2 separate regions of the Sus scrofa genome follow, and region 2 is linked to region 1. The links are chromatin contacts, called in public Hi-C maps. All regions are on one chromosome and are shown on one strand. Each heading gives the region's core, a stretch centred on a gene start, on an enhancer-like site or on the middle of the called end of the contact. The rest is flanking DNA. Distances are from core to core; before and after follow the strand shown.

Region 1 (5,606 bases), core at 883-3,382:
CGGGCTTTGGGAGCCTCCAGATTTCTGCCTCCCGCCCGCCCGCCACAGGCTGCCTCCCCCAGGGAAGTGTTTGGAGGCTTAAACAGGGAGAGGAAGAGGAATTTCAAAGTCAGCTTCTTAAACTGTGACCAGGGTGACTTCAAACACGTGGTCAGGCCTCTAGGGACGGAAGGGTCCACCCGGGGACTCTGTGCCAGCAGGAGGCCTGCGTGGCCTGCCAGCCCCTGAGGTCGGGAGGCCCAGGGAACCAGGAGGCTCCAGAAGCGAACGCTCTGCCCCTTCGGGATGAAAGCGGGGTGCGGGGGAGTGGGGGCAGGGCGACCCGGGCCCTTCGCCCTGACATGGACCTGAATTCATGGAGGCATTCTCCCCCTTGTGTCGCCCGCTTGGAACTGTGTCTAGCTCATGGCAGGTCTTCAGGGAAAACTTGAAGGCAGAAGACAGAACAGGCGTGCCCCCCCACACACACACCTTTCAGCACCTGCGCCCACCCGGGGGGGCCTGCCGGACACAGCCCTCTCCCATGGGGACCTCCCCACCCGCCTCCCCACCCATCCAGGGGGCAGGAGGCAGGCCTGTCGCCTCCACCTACAGGAGCAGACAGAGCTCAGCAGGCTCTGCGACCAGGACGAGCCCTCAAAAGAGAGGGATTCAAAGAGCCGGGAATCGGTCAGGAATCAGTCAAGAATCGGTCAGAACCTGTCAGGAAGCCCCTTCATGCCCCAGGCCTGGCTGGGTCCAGACCCACCGTCCCTCTGCCCCGTGCAGGTGAGGCCTTCTCGGGCGTCGTGAGAGTCTGGTCTCAGCTGACGGCAGCAAACACCGCCTGCCTGTAACCCAAGAGGCCTGTGCTGAGCCAGGGATGAATAATGCAGCCCGGAGGCCCCAGAGACGCGGGGGCCGCCCGGTCGAGGCAGCAGGGCCAGACCAGAGAGACGGAGATATATATTTCCAGGGATGTTTAAATTACAAACACCCTGGGGGCTTTGCTGGTAGCCTTGTAACCATGATCTTGTGTCCTTCGGCCGTGACCTCTGGTCCCTCAGCCATGGCCCCAGCTCACCTTTCAAGGTGCTCACTCCCCGTGGGAAGCAGGAAACCCACCCCTGACTCCCCAGAAGGAGGGTGCTCCCTGGCCTTGGATTTGCAACCACAGCCAGTCCACTGTCACCTGTGACACACAGGACGTTGCCCTTGAGAGAGGAGCCAAGCCCCCCGCAGGACAGGCCTCTGTGCCCACGGCCCTGGTCAAGTTCTGATGTGCCGAGGAGAGGCAGCCGCTCCCACTTGCGGGGTCCCCAACGCCAGCCAAGGAGCTGGGACAGGGTCCCCCAGGCCCAGACACCACCTGTCCTAGCCCCCGGAGGCCTGGGCCTTGATAAGATCTCGGACATAGGAGGCTGAGCCTGGAAAAGCATCACCTACTGTCACTGAGGGATTGAGGCGTGGTTTTTACAAACTCAAATCTTCCCTTCATTTGAAATTGTCTGGGTAAACCTGAGAACCTGTCTCATTTATTTTTAATCCCATGTTTTCAAATTGAGGTTTTCCTCTCCAGCTGTCCTTCTCTCAGCTGGTAAAATGCCTGTGACGTGTGCATGTGGTTTGCAGTCGGGGCCCCCTTGTGTGTCAGAACACATGAGAGGGGCTGGGCACCACCGTGAATGAGAGGAGGTGACCTCAGCCTTCGCCGAGCTCGTGTTGGGTAATTATATTTAGCAAATCTATGAAGACTGCACACAAGGAAAAACCCAGCCGGCTATGAGAATATAGTAACAAGTAGTTCTGGGCCTATGCCTTCTGGCCCAGCCCTTGAGAGCATGCGCTGCCTGGCACTGACCCAGCTGCCACCAAGAGGGGACAGCATGGACTTTGGGAGAGGGCTGGAAGCGTGTCCTGCAGGGCTTCCCAGACAGCCTGTCTCTTTGCTGAGATTTTTCGTCCCTACTTCCTTCAAGCGCTGGGCAATCCCCCGAGGCCGGTTGTGAAGCTGCCTTGAAGCCTCTCCGATGAATCCACTGGCCATGTCACCATGTGGGACTGCTGACCGCTTTCCTGGTTCTTGGTTGACAGCGAGCTTCTGTTCCCGACATTTGGGGGTGTCACATGACAGACCCGGCCCTCCTGGAGCATTCCCGTGACACAGCGCCCACGTGTGGGCACCACCTGCTACTGCAGGTGACCTCTGCTGATGGGGAGGCATTCCTCTTTGGGGTGCAGGGGTCATTACATTTCCACGGGGTGGGGGAACCCCCCCAGCGGGGCACGGGGCCTTGTCACAGCTGAGGGTGGAGGCCCAGAACCCAGCATGGCCTGTGGGGGGCAGGCCCTCCTTGTGGTCTCCTGACTCTGAGCTGTGCCCCCAGCCCCGGTCTCTGCCTTCCCTCCACCTGCAGAGCTTTCCATTCACTCCCACGGTGTCCAAGGTTTAGCTGCAGCAAATCCAAGGTGGCCAGGTGCTCGAGCACCTTATCCACACCCCAAGAAAGTGCGTCATGCGTTAGAGTTAGCAGGCGACCCGAGCTCTGGGCCCCGGACAGCTGGCAGGCCTGTCTGTGCTGAGCTGCTCGGGGCGGGGAGGGCTCCAGGGCCCAGAAGAAGTGTCACTGTCGGGGGAGATTGCAGGAACAAAGGCCAAAGCCCGTGTGTACAGGGCCCCAACATCCGCTGCACCCCTGACGCCGCCCCTGGGGCCCCCACCCACGCCAAGCGGCCCTAACTCAAGCCCTACTCCCCGAAGTCCACAGAGGCCTTGCTCGTGCACAACTGGGACTGAGCAGCATCTCATGGGACCTCCAGTGGCGGGCGGGTGAGTGCACCAGAGGCACCTCTCGGCAGCATCTGACGGAACCTCGGTTTGTTGGTTATTGTGTTTTTCAGAATCAGCCCTTTGGTATGAATTGCCTCAGAAACCCCGTGTGGCTGCCCTTCAAGGTGGCTCTGCCCCCACCGCCCCCTGCCCCGGGCCGCAGCTCCACTCAAACAAGCGTGGCGCAGCTTCGGAAGAAAAGGGATTGATGCATAAAGACAGGAGCAGCCGGACAAAGCCACATGAGACCCACCGGAAGGGGGCAGACAGGGCGTGGGGACACTGTGGGGACCTGGTGAGAGCTGGGGACAGAGTGAGTATGTGTGTGTGTTCATGTGTGTGCCGTATACATGCATGCATGCGTTTATGTGTATGTGTGTGTGTTGTGCACAGGTGTGTGTGTGTGCATGTGCATAAGTGTGTGTGCAGTTCATGTGTGCTGCACACGTGTTGTATGTGTACACTGTATGTGTGTGCATGTGTGTGTCATGTACAGGTGTGTATGTGTATCTGTGTTGCTTGTGCATATGTGTGCATGTGTGCAGGCATGTGTGTGCACGTGCATGTGTGTGCGTGTATACGTGCCTGTGTGACGTGTGTGTATCCCGTGCATCTGCACACTTGTGTGTGTGATTTTGAGGGACAGCGTGCACCAGGACTGTATCACAATCTAGAAAGACCGTTCCTATTTTAAACTTTTATTTTCACCCTTTTCTACTTTGATGGAAATTGCATTTTTTGTTTGTTACAAACAAAAAGTGGTGGCGAGGCGTCTGCAGATTCTCCGGGTCAATAACGAAACGTGTCTGGGGCGGGGGGCGGGGGGGGACCTTTTCACCACAGTGGTTGTCTGAGTCGCCACCGAGGTGGAGGAACGGGCAGTCTCCTCGGCTCCCACGGAGGCCCGAGTGCCCGGCCCAGTGCCCTGCAGGGACCCCGAGGCTTGTGCACACAGAGGATGAAAGGACAGGGTTCAGGCCCCTGTGGAGGACCCCCCAGCTTGGGCTCTAGGCCTCATTGGTGGGGAGCGGCCACCCAGGGCAAGACGTGCCTGGAGGGCAAATGCCGATCGCGGGCCACTCACACAGAGACAGGCGAGCTGCCGCGCTGGGGGCCGAGGGCGGCCCTGTCCTCCGAGCCGGATGGCGTGTCCCCTGCCCAGGGGGCCGGGGAACAGCTAAAGTGAGGACTATTGTTCACTGCTGGACAGCGAGACCCCTCAGAGGGTGCCCGAGCAGGGGGCTGCACCCGAGGCAGCGCACAGCCCAGGGCCTGGAAGACCCACAAAGAAAGCCTGCCACCGGGAGTCACCATGAGCCCCACCCGGCAGCGCGGGGCTGCCCCGCACCGCGCCTCCCCCGCCCCGCCTCACCCCCGGCCCCAGAGGCCGAGACTGGAGGCAGGTGGGGATGTCCCTCCGGCCCAGCGGGGAAAGAGGTGCGAAGCGCCTGGAGTCACCGTCATCACCACCACGGAGCCCGGAGCTAGTCTGCGAGACCAGACGCTGCGGCCACGTGGCTGATGCAGGCCAGGCCGCTGGGACCCCTGCTGCGTCCTGGCTCCTGGAGCTGCGGGGGCAGCCCTGCTCTCGCCGTGTGGGTGCTGACCGGTTCATTGTTTTCCATGTGCTCATTTAAGTTTTAAAGATTTGAAAATAAAAGTCAAGTGACTACAGGACTTTTGCTGCCTGTGTGTAACTGCTCGGCTTGAGTGTCCCGGGGGGCTCTCCCGAGCGGGAGCGGGCGACGAGAAAGCCGATGTCACACGTAGGTTGTGATTGCACCCCAACAGACCCGCTAGCTGACGGAATCGCCACGAACCTGTAAGTGTATCGTCTGTAGCAGGTGTGGCAGATTTAGCCCAAAACATTGAATAATCTTTTAGTGTGGGTCCCACGTAAAATTTAGGACACGCACAAAAAGCTCTTTGTTGTTTATCTGCAATTCAGCCGTGCCCAGTGCCCTGTCTCGCCGGCTGTCCAAGCAGGAGATGAAGGCAGAGGGTCCCCACGGGGACGCTGGTTCCCCATAAGGGGCTACGCCTCTGCACCGGGGGCCCGGGTGGCGGGGGCCAGACCGCACCTCCGCTGAGCTTTAAATCCTGTGTTCACAGCCATGAGGACCCAGAGCGCATTAAGCAGGCTTGGAAACCAGCAGTGGTCCTTCACTGAACGTCGTGAGCTGGATGTTCAGCCAGGACCAATCAATGTGTCCCATCCCAGGTTACAGAGCCAGCGCTGGGGCGGCACAGCAATTAGTGGGGCCAGAAACCCAGCCTCCCTCAGCCCACGGGTCCGCATCTCGGGCCTCCCACATGTTCAGGTGGCAGTTGCAGGTCACAGGCCAAAAGCACCTGGTGGTTCTGCAAGACCCTTCCAGAACATTCTATGACTGCAGCACACAGAAGAGAGGCTATCCTGCAGGCTTATTCACCAGGAAAGGGGCCCAGAGGCACACCTTAAATGTCCCACCAATGAGCTGGCCTCTTACACCTGACAGCTCTGACCCCACACCTGGGGGCCGGCCTCCTGCAGCAGCTCCAGACCAGGAGGGCTGCTGGTCCCAGGTGTCCGAGCAGCAGCTCAGAGCTCGAGCTCCTCAGGGTCACTCCTCTCCCCTGGCTGCAGGGGGAGCAGGTGGCGTGACGGTCCGGATGGGGCGGGGCTTCCCACGCTCCGTGTTGAGTCGCAGGAGGCAGCCTCTGCTGCTGCTGGGAGGAGGGAGTGACCCCAGCTCACGCTGGGGCTATGGAGGACCCCATCTCCTCAGCCCCTCGGGACCCAGTCTCTTTGCCCTCA
Region 2 (5,606 bases), core at 781-3,280, 260 kb before region 1:
AGATAAGTTCGTATGCTTTCCTGCTGTTTATGTCTTACGTCAGTTTGATTCTTTGGCTTCACATCCTAGGAGGGTGAAAGGAAGCTTTTTCCTCATCACAGAACTTACCCCTACTACTTCTAAACATGATTCTGCTAAAATTCTTGGGGAACCTAATATTTTCCCAAATTGGATTTAATAACTTGGAAACTCTTATAATAAAACAGCAGCCCATAAAACTGTGCTGAAGAATTGCCAGTTTGAGCGTAGGCAGCACTTGCTGGTTGCAGCAGCTCTCAGCATTCCAGGTTACTTAGTAAACACTGATTGAGAACAAGTGGTTTTTTTGCTGCAGTTTACAATTTGGTAAAGCTAGTGGGGAAAAAAACCTGAGGAAAAGTGCCAATTAGGGAAGCTGGCGTTACAGGCTCCTTGACTCTTCTCACCAAGCTGGGAAAGGGAGAGAGTGGCCTCCCCATCCCCCGGCGCGCACCCAGTACCTGGGGCTCTAGGTCTGGCCCCGCGCGGCGCTCCGAGATGAGCTGCAGCTCCGGAGCCGCCAGCAGAGGGCGCGCCGCCTGCGCATTCCCTGATCTCCAAGGTCCGGCCCTTTCTGGGACGCGCCCCTGGCGCCGGGGGCGTGGACCGACCCAGACACAGGAGGCCGGAGCCGTGGGGAGGCTCAGGCAGGTCCTAGACCCTGAGGACCAGGGAGGCCCGGTTACCAGCTGTTAGGTCCTTTGCGTTTCAGCCACTGCTGTGAGGGTCATTTTGCTTTGTGGTGTCCCCAACGTACTCAAACGTTAACGTGAAAATTAACCTGTTTCTAAGTAATTTTTTTAACAACCAAGGAGTGTTAAGCTTCTACAGTGTTATTGGAGTTTGTGGTTAATGCTGGGAAGAGAAAACTAATGGGCATAGCAGCATCCTGGTTACATGGTCCAGAGGCTGCAGTGGTTCCCTGAGATGGGACATGTGCTCACTGGCGAGGATCCTGCATTCGCTTCTCTCAAGTTATCCTCAGAATCCGTGCTCCTGCTTCCTGGCGGCTGAAGCTCAGGTCTCACACCCATGGTCCTACCCGGCCCCATGTGTGGAGCCCACCTCTCTCAGGAGTTTGCTTTCTCTGCTAGGCAGCCTGACCTCCCCGCCAACCAAGCCGCTAAGTTAGAGCTGCAGGTTGGCCATTGCAGACCTCCAGCACTGGCAAGGCCTGGCCTCTGTCCAGCGCCCACTTCTGCATTTCCAAAACATTCCCTCACATTCAGGCCTTGGTCTGCTTGGCACCCAGAGCAGGGGCCTACGTGCACCCAAGTCCAGAGGGAAGGAGGCCGTCCCCTCCACCTGGGATACAGGGACCCTGGGAGCCCTGAGGTGGTCTTAAGTGGGCCTTTCCTGAGGCTGATTTGGCAGCAAGCAAGAGGGTGAGCAGTGCAAAACCTGAGGAAACTGGCCCCCAGTGGACTTTGGAGTTTGTCAGGCCCATTGTCCAGGGTCCATGTTGGGGGAGCTGGGGTCCAGGCTTTGCGATGGATGGGCACTGGTGCAGGGTTAGGCCCCAGGGCCCAAGGGCAGCGCCTCCTTGCCTCACCAGGTGTCAGTCTGGGCCCCTGGGCCCTTTGCTGCCGGCACCCCCACCCTCCTCCCTCTCTTCTTCCTCCACCTTCCCGCCACTGTTCCTGGTCATTATATTTATGGGGATTTAAAAGCATTCCAAAGTTCTACATATTTGAACTAATTTGATGCGCATGTCATATGGGATAAACACATCTCCTCACCTGAAAGCATACCTAGTACTTCTTACTTTTCAAGTTACCTTCGAAATCAGAACTCCTCGGAGTTCCCTCTGTGGTGCAGTGGGATTGGCGGTATCAGGAGCCTCTGCTATCAACCTTAAATTGCCACAGTTGTAAAGGAGGTGCAAATATGAAACCAAGTGTTCTGTCTCTACTAGGCAAGTTTTTCTGTCAAATTTAGCCCGATCTCAAGACTCTAAACACTGTACTGTACTGTGCCCAGTTTGAGAAACAGGGTGTGGACAACCTGGCAAACTCCCCAGAACGCACCAAAGGCCAAATGCAGTCATGATCCAGTTTCGAGCACAAGCCTTTGCTCTGCATAAGGGGGCTTAGAGAGGCTAAGTAAGCTTCTCAGTCACTCAGAGAGCCCACTGAAGAGTGCGAACTCACACCCAGTCTGACTGACTCCAGGCCCATGGTTTTAAACACTATCCACTCGAGAGTCTGCCTGCCAGGAACGGGGAGGAGGCTGGGTGCTTCCACGTGGACCTGGAACCTGGAAGGGTGATTCAAGCGTCTGTGCAGGAAGGATCAAAGTGGGTCTCTGGTTCTCTTTTATTTTAGTAGGGGAGTCACCCTAAATCCACAGTGCGAGTTAGGTGTGGCCAAGCGCATTAGGTACTGTGATGCTACGGAGGCCCAGCTCCGAGGAGCGCGTCAGTCTGCCTTGACTGGGTCCCAGGGCCTGGCCCATACACAGAGTTTGTTGGTAAATGAGTGAGTCTTTTAACTTTTTTTTTTTTTTTTTTTTTTTGAGGCCTTAACTGTGTTAAGAACTGGGTTCAGTGTGATAACTGTTTGTTGCTGTAGAACAGTTTAAGCATGGCCTTACCTGGGTGTGGCAGAGAAGGTGAGCAGATTCTGAGACCCTCTCAGCAGAGTAGTGATCACTGCACACAAAACCTACTGACACCTCCATCTTAGGGGATGTGTTTGGGGTCAGGTTGGAATTTCATCACACTGAAGAGTTTTAATCTGATTTATTTAGGTATTTGTTAAAGTAACAATCCCAGATTTTAGGGCAAATTACACAAATACACCTGAGAATTGTAAACAAATCCACAACAGCAAAAATATGGTAGAGTGAGAAGAATCAGAGAAGAAAATCCAATTCAGAAGTCTTTAACCTCCCGTGTTACTCTGCATAATTTGTTTCCAGCTATTAGCCTAAGAAGCATGTAAAATAGTTTTGCTGCATCATCTGGTCAGATATATCCTGTGGACACAGTTTTGGGTGCTGACTCATGTGCATTTACAGCTGTCCTTGTGTGATAATGGGGGGGGGGGGCGCTGGCCCAGCTGAGGTGTGGACCAGCATCCTTTGGGACCCAAGCTGCCTGTGGCACCAGGAAACCAGGATGGCCTTGCCGTCTCCCTGTCACTACTTCTCACGCTTTTCTTTTCCTACTTTGTGTGCTGAGGCCTCTCCTACATTTCACTTTTGGGGTCCAGGATGTGGCCGTGCTAAATTTCAGTTTCAGTTCCTGTTGGATCAAAAATGCATATTGGAAACAAACACTATCCTTAGGTAAGGACAGTAAAATATCAGTTTACTAGACTGCCTGGGAAATGGAGTATTTAAATGCATTGACAATTCTACCTTATTTAGAATTAATCTTATGGTTTTTAAAAAGCAGCCTATTGAGATACAGTTCTGTAACATAAAATTCGCCCTTTTCAATTGCGTATGTCAGTGGTTTTGGTATATTCAGTGTTGCGCAATCATCACCAAATCCAATTTTAGAAGTCTTTCATCACCCACCCCCAAGCCCGCCACGCTCAGATATGGCCCCAACTTCTCCCCCAGCCCCTGGCAGCCACTAATCTACTTTGCACGTCTATGGACTGGCCTGTGCTGGACCTTTCATAGAAGTGGAATCTGACGCTATGCGGCCGTTTATATCTGGCCTCTTTCACTGAGCATACCGCCTTCAGTGTTGACCCATAATGCAGCGGTTATTCCTTTTTAGGGTTGCATAATACTCTGTTACGTGGTTATTACCACACTTTGTTTATTTGCTCGTCAGTTGACGGAACGTTCTTGCACAAGTTTCTGTGTGGACATGCCTTTTAATTCTCTGGAGCATATACCAAGGAGTGGAATTGTCAGGTTATATGGTAATTTTATGGTTACTTTTTGAGGAACAGCCAGACTGTTTTCCTGGGGAGGCGTTTTGTTGGGGAGGTGGCATCTGGTCTTCAGAGAGCTGGTCAGAGGTGGCTACGGGGGTTTCTTTTGAACATTTCCCCAACTTTCTGGTCCTGTAAAACTGAGTTATTTCCTCCCTAAACCTGCAGTTTTCAAAAAGCTTGGTTTTGTCCTTCTACCCGCCTGGGTGCGAAGTCCCTGAACTTTCCAAGGATGGAGGCAGGGGCTTGTCTAGGAAAAGGGAAGCACACTGTTCAGAATAAGTCCCGCTAATTCAAAGCTGTCGCCCCAGTGTCAGGAAGGGGATTTTCGACAGGAAATCCATAGCTGAGTGTCTGTCCCTCTGCCCTGTGCCTGTCATCACCCTCGTCCTGCACATAGAAGCCAAGGCCCTGGAAATTCCCAACAGGGCATGAGGGCAGCTTATTAGAGCGCAGTCTTCAGAGCTGGATTTTCCGAGTTGGGATCCAGAGGTGCTGAGCTGGTGTTTGTTTCCAGGTCTGTCTTTTCAGAAGACAAAGCAGATGACCTCGCCTGGAGGCTCCACACTGGGATGTGCTGCCCAGCCCTGCGGGGCCTGGTCTTTGTCAGAACTGCAAGTGCTGCTCCCTTTCTTGGGCTGCTCCATGGGCCCCACACTTAGCAAAGCCTGTGACACTTCAAATAAAGTGCAGTCTCTGGGCTGTAGCTGCCGGAAGCCCTATTTCTAGGAGCTTCTGTTTTCCCTTTCTTTGTTTTATTTTATCTTAACATCTCCCTTTGGTCTTGGGCTTTATCTGCTTCCTGTTTTGTTAAAGTGGAATTTCAAGAGAGTCAAAGTAAATAAGTGAAGGATGGGTTTGAAGCATAGTTTCCAAGTATTTTCTTGACATTTGCTAAAGAAAACTGTAAATGGGAAAAAAGCAAATAAGGACACAAAAACAAACAAAAAACTAGAAATGAGAGCAAATAGGATATGATACTTATGTCAATAAATATAAATGAATAAAACTGGGGGGGAAAACCTCTTGGACTAGATTAAAAAGCAAAATTACAGTGATCTGCTCAGAAAACACAAACCTGAAATCAAATGACAGAGAAATACTAAAAATAAAATGATGCCAAAAACCAAATTAGACAGCCATAAACCAAAGGAGGGCGGCAGAGCAGGCAATAGGAATAAACACATGCGATGCCGGTGGCCAAGGGCCCCCAGACCCAGGACACAATGTCATTTGCGTGATTCCCTCTCCTAATGGGAGGACAGGGAGCCTTTTTGCTGCTGAGCCGTAGCCACAGCGCCTCCAGAAAGCAGTATGTATCAACTGCGAAGAATATGAAGTGTTTGATATTACCAACCGGTTTGTTTAAAGCATTTTTTGTTTGTTTGTTTTTGGGGGGGTGGCCCTCACTTGAGGCATATGGAAGTTTCCAGACTAGGGGTCAAATTGGAGCTGTAGCTTCCGGCCTACACCATAGCTTGCAGCAACGCCAGATCCTTAACCCACTGAGGAAGGCCAGTCCTCATGGAGAGTAGTCAGATTTGTTTCCGCTGAGCCACAATGGGGACTCCCTGTTTACAGTATTATTATTCCAAATTTATATTTGGAAAAGTGAACTTTTCATCTGTAACTTACACAATGTACAAAAATTCCACATTTATTAAATTCTATATTAATTAAATATTTAAAGTTAATCAA

What was found. Hi-C and Micro-C count contacts between places; a contact is called where the count stands out from the background.
Region 2: a contact with region 1 is called in a Hi-C map of subcutaneous adipose tissue, with 2.3 times the contacts expected there. The contact joins two enhancer-like sites. A contact is called at or near these places in 1 of 5 promoter capture datasets (liver), 11 of 47 Hi-C or Micro-C datasets (brain, embryonic fibroblasts, fetal skeletal muscle and 6 more) and 1 of 2 datasets of contacts at active chromatin or transcription factors (skeletal muscle).

The regions. Positions count from the first base shown.
Region 1 is chr11:78,804,672-78,810,277 of Sscrofa11.1, reverse strand. No RefSeq gene overlaps it. Among named protein-coding and RNA genes, the nearest start is that of TMEM255B, 9.3 kb to the left of the region's middle. Within about 2 kb of position 2,132, at least 21 of the 83 cell types and tissues checked have an H3K27ac peak or open chromatin away from gene starts, as enhancers often do. A contact at or near this core is called in retroperitoneal adipose tissue and subcutaneous adipose tissue, where this site is marked.
Region 2 is chr11:79,067,990-79,073,595 of Sscrofa11.1, reverse strand. It overlaps LOC100519511, which reads right to left. Exons shown (of 5, transcript XM_005653842.3): 5 at 2,744-4,812. The coding sequence ends at 4,803. Among named protein-coding and RNA genes, the nearest start is that of CDC16, 13 kb to the left of the region's middle. Within about 2 kb of position 2,030, at least 15 of the 83 cell types and tissues checked have an H3K27ac peak or open chromatin away from gene starts, as enhancers often do. A contact at or near this core is called in retroperitoneal adipose tissue and subcutaneous adipose tissue, where this site is marked.